Linked DNA regions of Arabidopsis thaliana: region 1 is linked to region 2. Evidence: chromatin contacts called from public ChIA-PET data. All regions are on one chromosome and are shown on one strand. The core of a region is the stretch at or near the end of the contact, and the rest is flanking DNA. Distances in the headings are between cores, read along the strand shown.

Region 1 (7,096 bases), core at 4,318-6,817, 49 kb after region 2:
TTTATCTATTTTTTGTATAAAACAGATTTAAAAAATAAATAAATAAATGCTAATTCTTGAAGTATGGAATTGTTTTATAAATGTAAAATCTCCATTCTGTTGAGGAAATGGGTAAATATTTAATATATTTATATAATTAAAAGTTAGTGAAAACTATTTACAATCTGAAATCTAATTCCAAAACATTTCTGAAAATTTTAGTGAAATTTTAAAATATGGACAGATAAACTGATTCATTAAATATAAATTAAGTATTTTAGTAACATGTAACAAAATGTGATTACCATTTATTTTAAAATTTATTATAGTTATTTTACTTTAGAATCTACAATATCCACAAAATTTATTTTATTTTAATATTGTTAATTGTCAAAATAGTATTTTTACTGATATCTATGAAAATATTTGATTTTGTACTAATAAAATTGAAAATGATAAACTTTGTCATAAGTAACTATTGTATATCATCTATAGTTTAAGACAGTAATTATGATTAGATATATTGTGTTTGAGACAATATTTATTTTTTAACATAATTCATATCATTATTAAACATTATAACAATACATTATATGTTTTGAGTGAATCAATAATCTATTATATATACATACAAATACTCACATTTTTAATATATTGTAAGTTGTAACAATCATTTTCTATCAACAAAAAAAAAGACAACTTCTTCTTCTTCTTTTTTTCTACCAATTTCAATTTTCACATCCCCATTTCCTAGTCCTAAAAAAAACCTCGAATAATGTTGATGCCTCCCACCATGTCTTGTTTGATTCCCAAAATAGTTTTCATATCCCTTATCACTTGTTTTGTGTGTCGTGGACCTTATGCCCATGCAAGAAGTTTGAATCCACCAGTCATGGGAGAAACTAACCCGCTCATAAAAACGATGAAGGTTCCTGTGAATATAATCTACGGAAGTTATAAAAGTGGACCTGATGATTCAGGTAAAGGTCACGATGCACCTTTACCACCAAAGATACCGATGAATATAAATTACGGAGGTTATAAAAGTGGACCTGATGATTCAGGTAAAGGTCACGATACACCTTTACCACCAAAGATACTGATGAATATAAACTACGGAGGTTATAAAAGTGGACCTGATGATTCAGGTAAAGGTCACGATGCACCTTTACCATCAAAGGTACCGATGAATATAATCTACGGAGGTTATAAAAGTGGACCTGATGATTCAGGTAAAGGTCACGATGCACCTTTACCACCAAAGGTACCGATGAATATAATCTACGGAGATTATAAAAGTGCACCATCACCACCAAAGGTATCGATGAATATAATCTATGGAAGTTATAAAAGTCGTCATGATGATTCAGGAAGAGGTCACAATGCACCATCACCACCAAAAATACCCGTTAATATAATCTACGGAGGTTATAAAAGTGGACCTGATGATTCAGGAAAAGGTCACGGTGCACCATCACCTCCTCTTTAGTAAAAGATATGTTGAGTCCATATTCCTTATATGGCATATGTAATGTGTGTGAAAGATATATAGACAATAATAAATATAAATATTAAAAAAAGTTTGTGATGATGAAGTTGCACTGCACTCTAATTTGATGAGGTAAGATGTGATACATATTAAAGTAAAAATGTTAAGAATCTTATAGACTATAGTTTCAAGATAAAATAACATCAACAAAGAAAAATAAGATAACTTAATTATCTCAAAATTCAAGATATAAGTGATCGAATAATGGAAACGGGAACAGACAATTACTCTTATATTCAGTCTTTTCCTTCGTTCGTAAACAGTAATAAAACTGATTCCAACTTGAAAAGAAAAAAGTCATAGTTCAAAATCCCTAAATCGAAACAGACAGTCATATAACACTAAAAATGTATTATTTTAGAACGTTTAAAACATAAGTCGATTATCGTTAAAAAATATCCCTTACAATTTTTTTTGAATAAATGCGAATATATATGTGAGGAGAAGTGCTTTGTGAATCAATGAGACGTATTGAGATAAAGGCCGAAGAAGAGATCCGTGCGGGAGAGTGCCTATCTACGTCAACATGGGTCGACGATTGACTTCTCAACCAAGAATGTCACTTCCCTCTGTTGATTGTTATCAATAATAGTAATAGTGACTAAGCAGTCATCGGTAGTATTTAACTTGTCTATATCTTTTGGATGATGCGTGTGTTTATTTATTAGATGATCTAAAGTTTCTCTAAATTCAACGTTGCGAAGAGCTTAATTTCAACCTAAATCTACCTAAAATATCGACTTTGCTCAGAATTTGATTCCTCGACGAATACAACGTACTTATTTACTATTTGAAATCAGGTCAAGAAAAAAGTCCATATAAATAGCAGTTTACAAACCTAAAGTAAAGATAGGTGTAATTTTTTACCCATAAAACTGATTCGATCCGGTGTAGCTGGTTATTATAATTCATCACATGTTTTAGCCAAATATAATCAATATTATTATAGTTTTAGTCATAAGATGAGTCCGTGTGATCGAATAGTTTCTTATTTACTTTATTTTTGTTGTCTTGCCAATTGGTAGCGTGAAAAGATCTCAGGTTCATGCGAGGCGTTGATTGTTGAATATCAACTGGATGACCCCCTGTACACGTGAGAATTTTGTATGGGGGTCTATCTGTGAGTAAGCAATATAAATTATCAAGTATCATATGTCAATTTTGGCTTTTGGGTATGTTAAGTTGGACAACGAAGATAGAGAGGCAGTCCTTGGTTATATATGAAGCAACTATATGTACTACTAGTATTAATCAAATCAACTATCTTAAACTTATAGCTTTGGATTTTTTATTTATTTATATATTTTCTCTAGATAGTCACGAGTTTGATGGGTTTTTTTTAATAAAATTTTTGTTTCCATAATCACGGTTTGTATTGGTTAAGTTATTACTGAATTTGTACCGACATATACAGATAGATCTTCGTGAGTCGTCTGTATATTTCTAGTTATGCTGAAAAATAAAACGAGAGTACTAGAAATGTAGTATTAATTTAGTCGTATATGACCAAGATGTGACGACCAAAAAAGAAAGAAGAAAAAAAAAAGAAAGAGAAATTGAATAAGTTTACGTGAAAAAGGGGATAGTTGTACCAAAAATAAGGCAGATTTGAATGCGATGATTCCGCTATCTTAGGAAATCAAAAATATCATCTTCATTATTAATTCATGAAAGTGACGGGTAAGATTTTCAAATCGTATCGACTTTTCGTCTTTTCTTCGAGACTTCGACCCTAAAAATACTTATACCATAAGTATTTTGGACCAAAGTGTTTTTTTTTTTTCTTTTTTCCTTTTGGTCTAAGATAATACATTAATATGAAAATAAAACTAAAATGAAATCATAATAAATGGACACGAGAGAATCTTTGGAAGTCACAAGATGTGCATTCGTGCGGCCGAAGAAACTGACAAAAATGCAACCCTACTACGGCCCCGGCCACCGAGCCCACTCTCGTATATATTTTCATAAACCTTCTCACTTTAGTATAACTTAATTATTATCCCAGTTGTTGAATAATCTATCTTCTTGGCCCCTCTACTCGCTATATAGTATTTATACAGTTTTTGGGACCCTATTACATCTACCAGTTTTACAAAAGACATCCTACACACCAACAAATTTTTAAAATATATAGAATATGCAATACGTGAAAGGAGGACTTCGAGATCATTTTGGTCTCCTCCACGTATTTTTTTCGTCATATATATGTTAATGTCGCGGGTTTTTCGACCTGCAGATGTTTTGTTTATTCTTTTCAGAAATCTATATATTATATATACATATATAAAGAAATGATTAACCAATGAAGCCTCGGTTAATATTAATTTACAGTTTTACACCATATTATATATAGCTTATAGCTTACGGAGAAACCTTGTAGAAAATTCTATCTATCCAGTTATGTTTCTCTTAATTACTCATTGATACCTTAACTGGAGTACCTAACCTATATTTGTGTTTAGGTAAAAGTAAGATAGGAACGAGAAAGATAAGTTAAAAAAAAAAGAAAAAAAAAAAAAACGAGAAAGATAACTTTAAATCGATTAATTTATCTAAATTAAAGTTCTTTTCGTTTAGTTCGGCGCAAATACTCGACCAGTTTAAATTCAAGTTCATTATATGCACGAGCAACCAAGCACGATGCATTATTGCATAAACAAATGAAATCAACGGCATCCGATTTTTTAAAATAATTAAGGGCATGTAATTAATTAATATTTTAAATTATGAAAGGATTTATACGTACGTATATATAGTTCATAGTTTTATAGAACTCCGAATTTGTTGAGGGTATATATTTGAAAAAGCATAATTTTTAAGTTTAAACAGGCCCAGTTGATTGATAATCCTAACTTAATCTCTCGTACCTACCAAAATTAAGCTGTTGTCACGTCTGTTGCATTCATAATTGGTCAACAATATTTGAGGAAATAATTATGGTAATAGTTGAAAACACTTGTATTTCCTTTTTGTCAGGATAACACTTACGTTTCATGCAATTATTTGATATAAAATGTGTAGAGAGATATATTAATCAAAATTTGGTGTGTGTTTTTTTTTCTAAACACATTCAAAACTTGGTTAATTAAGTTGGTCACTTGGTAGAAATTTAAACAAAAAAACTATGGATCCGATTTATTTATTTGTCCAACCAATACAATATTTGACAGTTGTTTTACGTGAGGTTTAAACTAATTGTAAGGGTAAAGCGATAAATACAAACAATACGTGGGGATTAGTTGCTGAAAAAAATAAGTCACGAGAGGGCATAGATAAAAAACCAATAAACCATATTTGTTTTTGTTTAACGAAGCACTAGAGCTTCATGCGTGTAGGGTTATAAAGTTACATACACGCGTGGAAAAATACGAGAACGGTGGTGGGGAATTAGGTCTCTATCGTAGTTACCGTTAATTAATACAATATATTAGAATTTTGTAGTTTTAGATTTCTCTTTTTATGATGATATTTTGTCGTGCAGATATTTATGGAAGCGTGAGACGTTCGTGCGGAGTGAGTAATATAGATAATACAGATATTGATGTAACAAAAAAAAAAGAGGATATGATTTGCTTTGGGACGTTAAACACGAAAATAGTCGACTTTAAAGGGTTGAGTAAAATAATTAGAGAAAAGCTTATTTCAGTGAAATAATGCGGTAACTGGTAGGATTTGAAGCTCGGATATGTGTTGATGCTTTGGTATTTTTCGTCATTGCATTGAATATATATGGTGCATTGAATATTTGAATATTTAGAGATTAAGTTACAACAGATCCTAAAAAAAAAAAAAAGAAAAAAAAAAAAAAAAAAAAAAAGTTACAACAGATCCGAATATTTAAATTATACGGAAACCGAACTATACATACATCGAACAAATACTAATTTACTGTAAATTATTTACATGTTGCACAAATTTTACTGAATTCGTAGATTTCTTTGACATCAACATGAGAACACTTAGAAAAAGCAACAAATCTAGTCCTCCACAAAACAGAACTTTTGTTAGATTTATAAAAGATTCTCCCCTAACCTGTAAAACTCAAATTTTAAAACAGTTGACGTAGAGTTTGATCTATTGCAATATAAATTATTTGCACGAATACTATTAGGTGGGAATGTGAGATTAATAATTAGGAAAAAATTAGTCTTTAATATAATGATTATGCATCCTCTTTTCACGTAAAGATTAGTCTCATAGTTTTGTCTTCTTTAGCTTTTTCTCCTCTTTTTTTCTTCTCTTTGCCAAATTTCTTCTCTTTCGCTTTTACATTTTCTCCAGCAAAATAAGACAAGATCTCAATCACTTCTTCTTCTTCAATTCTATCTAAAGCTGTCACGAGAAAGCCAGAGAATTTCTCAGCTTCTCATTTTGTCAAGCAAATACAAAAAGAACACACTTCTTTTTTATTTCCGGGAAAATTCGTTTTTATGTAGTGGTCGTACTAAACACGCTTCCTTTATGTGGAATCTTAAAGCAGTCCCTTTTTTTAGTTGAATTCAACAGTTTTTTTCTTTTTTTTTTTGGTTCCGGATCCGACCATCTCTGCAACATCGTACTTTGAGAGACAACACTGTCGAAGACCATCTACGTTGTCTTCTTTACTTGGAGAACTCTCTCTGTCTCTTCTCTGTACTTTCTCCCTTCTCTTTTTCCGTATCTGTCAGCCTTTGATTCCGCTTTTTTGTTCCTTCACCACATATACATGTATGTATCTTCTTCTTCTACCTTGAACAAGACTTGATTTTGCCACTAGTTATTTCAGAAAAATTAATCTTAATTTCACTTTGAATTTTTCAGCGTTCCAAGCTCATATCCGGTGAAGTTTTTGGAGGATTTGGTTGTTATGGAGCATAGGGTTTTCTCAAAAAGAAGATTCTTGAGCTTGAAATTGAAGTCTTTGAATTCTTAAGGGAATTTTATCGAACACTTTGTGGGCTAATAACATGAAACAACAATGGCAGTTCTTGATCCTCTGTTTGCTCGTCTTGTTTCTAACGGTGGACTCTCGTGGCAGACGGCTACTCAGCGACGACGTTAACGACACAGCTCTGCTAACGGCGTTTAAGCAAACCTCTATCAAGTCGGATCCTACCAACTTTTTAGGTAACTGGAGATACGGGTCGGGTCGTGACCCATGTACTTGGCGAGGCGTCTCTTGTTCTAGCGATGGTAGAGTCATTGGACTTGATCTACGAAACGGTGGTCTTACCGGAACCCTAAATCTCAATAATCTCACGGCGTTGTCTAATCTCCGGAGTCTTTATTTGCAAGGAAACAACTTCTCCTCCGGAGATTCTTCTTCTTCTTCAGGATGTTCTCTCGAGGTTCTGGATTTATCTTCAAACTCGCTTACGGACTCTTCAATAGTGGATTACGTTTTCTCCACCTGTTTAAATCTGGTTTCTGTCAATTTCTCGCACAACAAGCTCGCCGGGAAATTGAAGTCTTCTCCTTCGGCGAGTAACAAGAGAATCACAACCGTTGATCTCTCGAACAATCGCTTCTCCGATGAGATTCCGGAGACTTTCATCGCCGATTTTCCGAATTCTCTGAAACACCTCG
Region 2 (6,818 bases), core at 506-3,005:
CCTCAGTCTTTAACTTTCTCATCATCATCATGCATTCTTCCTAGAATGTTTTAGGATTACCCAAAGTCAGTAAATCCAAATTCAATTGTTATTATATATATATATATATATATATATATATATATATTTAGAAATGAGAGATGTTAAGGTTGACTATTCACCATGGTAACAGACGTAAAACAGGGGTTTCCCTCCTCTGGTCGAATCTTCACCATGGTAGAACCGTTTCCCTTGTTGCATGTTTTACCATCAAATTCCAACATCTTGCAGAGTTCCTTGAATGTTTTAGCATCAACCAAAGTCAGTAAATCCAAAGTCAATGCTATATATGTACTTCACACAATAGCACGTAAATACACAAATATTAGAAATGAGAGATGTTAAAACTTGCCTTTAGTGTTAGAGGAGAAGAAGTATGATACGCTATATCTTGAGTAACCAGCAAGTCCCACTCCTGCTTCATGAGAATGGCAAATTAGGTAAAGTCGTGAAAGGGTAACTGTAAGTCCCAGAAATCAGAAATCTCTCAACTTGAGATGAGATATTAAAACTTGCCTTTGATCGACCCAGCACCATGTTAGCAGGGTCTAGTCGATCCACATTGTTATGACTAGCCTCCCTGTCCCATTCCTGCGTGGAGATGAGAGGCATTATGTACTTTTGAAAGGGAAACTTGTGGTAAGAGAATGATGGTTTAGAATCAGAGAGCTAGTGAGCTGCTTACAGAATACGCATGTTTTTCACTCTTGAGATGCGTGGTGAAATCTTCAAAGCTTTGGGCACCAAAATCGCATTCTGAGCAAAACAAGGGAGTTTCACCGGTTTCACTGCGCTTGTAGTCCTGAAGAACAAGTCTTGTTGCTCCTGTTTGTTATCCTCCATAGCAGCATCTGTGGATTCAAAACAGCTTAATTTGCTTGTTATCAGATGCATGTTATGAGAGAGAGGCCATAAAAAATACCTGCCATTAAGCTATCCCAGAACAACTCTTCAGGAACATCTTTAAGAATGCTTAGCCGGAGAGCTAGAGCTCGTGGAGGATATGCGAGAAGAATTCTGTATCCCTTCTTCTCTATGTCGTAAAGTGTACTAGCTAAAGTTTTCAGGTCCTTAGAACTGGTTATGAGCATTATAGTAGCCGGAGCAAGATTCTCATCAGTCCACTCAAACAAATCCCTTTGAATATCTGTCTCAGTAAGTAAAGGAAACTAACGTTTAATCTAAACCCTAATTAACAAAAAAAGAGATGAAAGAAGATTTTTAACTAACCGTGGGCATGTTTAAGAGCGATTCCAGTGGAAGAAAGCGTTCGCAGGGATTCGTCACCACCAGGGATCTGCGTTAGGTTGCCAACGGCAGTGATAAAGAGAGGACCCCGGCGGCAGCGCCACTGGCCTGACTTTTCCAACGCCGATTCTATCCTCGGACCCACCAGACGAGGATCATGACCATCGGGAAGCGGACAGGTGGTCATGTTCCACAACACCAACGTTTTCTCGAAATGTTTGTTCATTATTCTTCGACCTAAAAGACACCTTGAATCCTATACGCACAGAGAAGACCAAAAGGAAAGAACGATGGTAACTTTCGATCAGTTTTTTTAGGGTTCATATAAATGTTGTGGAGGGAGAGAGATACTTGCGGTTGGTTTCTATGGGCCGATGCGCGTGGCCCATATAATAATAATTACTTGTGAATTCCTTTAAACCCAAGTTTAATTTGTTGCGCGATTATCACCCCATCACTTTTAGTCATCAGATTTACGCCCCACTATCGAAAACGCAAGTCTACAAAACTTCTTTAGCTGTTCTCTCACTCCTTTCAAGTCATCATCGTCTATCTCTACTCGCTTTTCGCGCTTCCCCTCTCTACGTGACTTTTGATTTCTTCTTCAGATCCGCCGAGTCTTCTTTTTCTGAAATATATTCACGAACCTTCACATTCAAATTACACTTGTCTATTGATCGATATCGCAAACCCTAGATTCGGCGATCGTAAATCAATGGCGTCTTCACCTGGTAACACTAACCCTCACAATCCTCCGCCGTTCGATCTCGGTACTATCTTCAAACCCTCATCCAACCCTTATCCTCCCCCTACAGGTCCGTTTCTTAACAACCAGTACAATCAGCAACTATACGCGCCGCCTGGTATCGCCGCCCAACCATCTCCGGTGAATCAAACGCAACAGGATGTGTCTTCCTCTTCCTCCGCTACTAACTTGCAACCACAGAGAACGCTATCTTATCCCACGCCACCTCTCAATCCCCAATCTCCCCGTGTCAATCACAATCCGGGAACGCACATCCTCGCTCTCCTCAACAACGGAGGTGCCGTGGCGAACCAAGAGCCGTCGCATCACAACGAGATCGCTCGAGCTTTTCCCGGCGGTTCGGGTCCTATTCATGTTCCAAGCGGTAAAATGCCCAAGGGAAGGCGATTGGTTGGTGAACATGCGGTGTATGATGTTGATGTGAGATTACAGGGAGAGATTCAACCGCAGCTGGAGGTGACTCCGATTACCAAGTACGGCTCGGATCCTCAGCTTGTACTCGGTAGGCAAATTGCTGTGAATAAGGTCTACATTTGCTATGGATTGAAAGGAGGAAGCATTCGTGTTCTCAATATCAACACAGCATTGAGGTCTCTGTTCCGTGGCCATTCTCAGGTTCGTTGTTTCTCAGTTACTTATTCGAGTATCCATCAGGTATCATCGTCATTCTAACTACATGTTTGTCTCCAGAGAGTAACGGACATGGCTTTCTTTGCCGAAGATGTTCATCTCTTAGCTAGGTAATGGTTCTGGAACTATAAGCTTCTTCTACTTTGTCGTTTTACATTTTATTTCATACCGTCTACTTGTCTATTTCTTCAAAACAGTGTTAGTCTAGATGGAAAAGTTTTTGTGTGGAAAATTTCCGAAGGATCTGAGGGAGATGAACAATCCCAGATAACTGGAAAGATAGTTGTTGCTCTTCAGATACTTGGAGAGGAAGACACCAAACATCCACGTGTCTGTTGGCACTGCCACAAACAGGTATTTCAACATATTTCTTTTGCTACGGGAAGTTGCATATTTTTCTGTTGTGAACATGAGCTCGCTCTGTTGTGTCTATACTTCTGATTGTGTAAAGTCCATTCTTTCAGGAAATTTTGGTAGTTTCAATTGGTAAACATGTGCTGCGAATCGATACTACAAAAGTTGGCAGAGGTGAAGTGTTCTCTGCCGAGGCACCTCTCCAGTGTCATCTTGATAAACTAATTGATGGTGTTCAGATTGTGGGTAAGCATGATGGAGAAGTGACAGATTTGTCAATGTGCCAATGGATGACCACGCGCCTGGTTTCTTCTTCAGTTGATGGCACGGTTTGTGTTTGTTCTTATAATTTCCTTCACTATACTCTTGGAATATACGTCTACTCCTTTTCATAACATTTCTGAAGTTGAATTTACCTGACGAACTAAAATTTTAACTGTTTTCGCTGCTAACTGGGTGTAACGTTGAAGTTTAATTGATTGAGACTCGTTAGCTTTAGTTTGGTTATGCTAGCTCATCCAAAATTGAAGAGATTTTCTAAATTCCGTCTCACTGTAGATTCTCTTCACAACCAGGAATAATTTGCAACAGCTAGTATTTTTGTGTGTGAGGCTTACTTTTTCTTAATACCAACAGGTTAAGATATGGCAAGATCGTAAGACACAACCACTTGTAGTATTGAGACCTCATGATGGACTTCCAGTCAATTCTGCCATATTTGTGACATCCCCGGAAAGACCTGATCACATCATACTTATCACGGGGGTTAGTTTGCTCAAATTATTACTTACTTTTCTCATTGCTATATAATGTTATTTGGCCCTGCTTTGTTGAATTCACATTTTAGAATTGTTGCTTTTGTTTCTGCTAAGTTGCTAACGCATACACTGTTGGCAATGTTCTTCTCGTAGGGTCCTCTAAATCGAGAAATCAAGATTTGGGTCTCCGCTGGGGAAGAAGGGTGGCTTCTACCCGCTGATACTGAATCGTGGAGATGTACCCAGACACTTGATTTGAAAAGTTCAACTGAGCCACAAGCTGAAAAGGCATTTTTCAACCAAGTCATAGCATTGTCTGAAGCAGGCCTGCTTTTGCTTGCAAATGCGAGAAGGAACGCCATATATTCCGTGCATTTGGACTATGGCTCATCTCCAGTGGAAACGCTGATGGATTACTTGTCCGAGTTTACAGTCACTATGCCTATATTGAGTTTTATTGGGACAAATGATCACCCAGAAGAACCATTTGTTAAAGTGTATTGTGTTCAGACTCTAGCAATCCAGCAGTATACATTAGACTTATTCTTGTGCATGCCACCTCCAAGAGAGAATGTGGGTTTTGAGAAGTCAGATTCTACTGTGTCACGGGAGGCAAACCTTGTTGAAAGCACGTTAGAAACATCTGGAATGAAGCCTACCGAATTACCTTCAGTTGGTTCAGTGCCTAAACCATCTATTTTAGTGAATAGATCGGAAAATGCTAATATGTTGAGTTTTCCAGCGGGCCCTGCATCAGCGGGGATCACACCACCAGCAATTGTTCCACCCAACGGTGAGCCTAAAACTTCTGGGATGCCTTCTGAGACCAGTGATGTAGATTCTGCGTATGCTCCTTCACCTCAACTTCCTCTAAGCCCCAGACTATCAAGTAAACTTTCTGGCTATCACACTCCTGTAGAAGCGTTTGAGCAAGTGCTACCACATCATAAGCTTGGTGGCAAAACAAGTTCTGCTGATTATTTTTATGTGAGGCAAACTGATGATGTTGGAGGAAGAAATTTGGATGTGTCTTCTGTCGAGGAAAACTGTAGAAGCAAGGACACGAATGTTACACCTGATGATGATGTGTCTGGGATTCGAAGCCCGTCAGCTTTTTTCAAACAGCCCACTCATCTCGTAACTCCTTCAGAGATATTGATGGGCGTTTCTTCCACTGAAGCCTCCATTACTACTGAAGACAAGAGGGATAGAGATGCAAATATTGAGGAAGTGAATAATGATGCAAGAGGCTTAGAAGTTGAGTTGAAAGAAGTAGGCGAAGCACAGACTTCGCAGAATGGTGAAATTAACTATCACGAAACAACTGAGAATCACACTTCAGAAAGTAGAGAAAATATCTTCTGCTCACAGGCTTCAAATCTCAGCACTGAGATGGCAAGAGACCGTCATCCTATTACAGAGGGAAGTGCCATTCCTGGGGATTCTATGGCTTATGGACAACCTTTACAAGCTGGAGATGAAAGGGGTCTTGACTCAAGAGATGTCTCTGCAAAGCTTCCTGAGTCGGGTTCATCTAGTGGGTTAGTAGCTACAAATAGCAAAGGAAAGAAGCAGAAGGCGAAAAATTCACAGGGTCCTGGGTTGTCATCTACATCCTCAAATGTTGCTAATCTGGCTGACTCCTTCAATGAGCAAAGTCAGAGTTTAAATCATCCCATGGCAGATTTACTTCCTCAGTTGTTAGCATTGCAAGAAACAATGACTCAGGTGACATATTTATCTTGAATCTAGTTAAAACTTATTTCTCTTAACAATATTTGTTTTTATACTCTTGCATCGTTCACTGAGATACACTATTAAGCTTGGTGTTACCTTGATTTGGCACATGAGATCCTTTGTTACATTCGTTTTGAAACGAAAATCAGATTTGGTATATAACTGGCATTTATCGATGATCAGTTTTTGCTTTTCATACCTTGGTAATTTTGTTTGATTTTTATTTGTTGACCTGAAACGTTATTACCCTTCCAGGTAATGGCTTCGCAGAAGGAGATGCAGAGACAACTATCAAATGCTGTCACTGGCCCTATCGTAAAAGAAGGTAAAAAACTAGAAGTTGCCTTAGGGAGAATGATTGAGAAATCCAGCAAGTCAAATGCTGATGCTCTATGGGCCCACTTCCAAGAGGAGGCTGTTAAGAATGAAAAGGCATTACGTGACCATGGCCAGCAAATTATGAATGAAACGACAAACTTCACGAGTAAAGAGTTAAATGCCATGTTTGAGAAAACGATGAAGAAGGAATTTGCTTCAGTTGGTCCAACCCTAGCACGTGTAGTAACTCCAGTTATTGAAAAAACTGTATCTTCTGCAATCACAGAGTCCTTCCAGGTTAGTAATTTAAGAGAAATTTAGAGCTGATTTATGAGAAGGTCCATTGATGAAAAAGAAAACTGATTTCTCTTTATACAGAGAGGAATTGGTGACAAAGCAGTCAATCAGCTTGAAAAATCTGTTAATTCAAAGCTTGAAACAACCGTAGCCAGGCAGATTCAAGCCCAATTTCAGACATCTGGCAGACAAGTCCTGCAGGTAAAAATTCGAGTTTAAACTAGTTTTTTTATGCCTTACTGTCTCTTGTATATATATTTTTTATGCTTTTCAGACAGTTATGACTGATTGACTGGTTATATATACAAGTCTTGTGCATACATTCTCAACTGCATCGTTGTTTATCGTAAAAGCAGTTGTCTCTTATATATATTTGCTGCCATTTGTCAACTTCAGGAAGGTCTTAGGTCAAGTATGGAGTCCTCAGTCATACCTTCCTTTGAGAGGTCATGCAAAACCATGTTTGAGCAAGTAGACTCAACCTTACAGAAAGGAATTGGTAAGCACACGAGCGCAACACAGCAACGGATTGACTCTGGACAATCTCAGCTTGCTCATACTCTGAGGGTATGATAGAAAATCGTCCTTCTTCCAGATTTTTTGGCTCTTTCTTCTAGTTATGGTAGCAAAATCCTTTTTTAATCCTCATGTTAAACATGCTTTTATACAGG

What was found. ChIA-PET counts read pairs in DNA pulled down with a chosen protein or histone mark.
Region 1: a contact with region 2 is called in an H3K4me3 ChIA-PET map of shoot, with 10 read pairs. The contact joins the promoter of BRL3 here to the promoter of VCR in region 2. A contact is called at or near these places in 1 of 26 Hi-C or Micro-C datasets (rosette leaf), 1 of 2 datasets of contacts at active chromatin or transcription factors (shoot) and 1 of 3 other capture datasets (seedling).

Annotation. Positions count from the first base shown.
Region 1 is chr3:4,340,763-4,347,858 of TAIR10.1, forward strand. BRL3 (BRI1-like 3) reads left to right here and starts at 5,568. Exons shown (of 2, transcript NM_112183.3): 1 at 5,568-6,238; 2 at 6,332-7,096. The coding sequence starts at 6,478. AT3G02685 (a long non-coding RNA gene) reads right to left here and starts at 5,034. Exons shown (of 1, transcript NR_140935.1): 1 at 4,776-5,034. AT3G13370 (formin-like protein) reads left to right here and starts at 902. Exons shown (of 1, transcript NM_112182.1): 1 at 902-1,468. The coding sequence starts at 902. The coding sequence ends at 1,468.
Region 2 is chr3:4,295,527-4,302,344 of TAIR10.1, forward strand. It overlaps VCR (varicose-like protein), which reads left to right and starts at 1,756. Exons shown (of 12, transcript NM_112174.4): 1 at 1,756-2,668; 2 at 2,744-2,793; 3 at 2,881-3,037; 4 at 3,148-3,366; 5 at 3,674-3,802; 6 at 3,949-5,523; 7 at 5,788-6,147; 8 at 6,229-6,348; 9 at 6,544-6,714; 10 at 6,818. The coding sequence starts at 2,003. AT3G13280 (Putative endonuclease or glycosyl hydrolase) reads right to left here and starts at 1,474. Exons shown (of 7, transcript NM_112173.1): 1 at 1,270-1,474; 2 at 962-1,186; 3 at 725-890; 4 at 532-619; 5 at 388-454; 6 at 162-322; 7 at 1-40. The coding sequence starts at 1,474.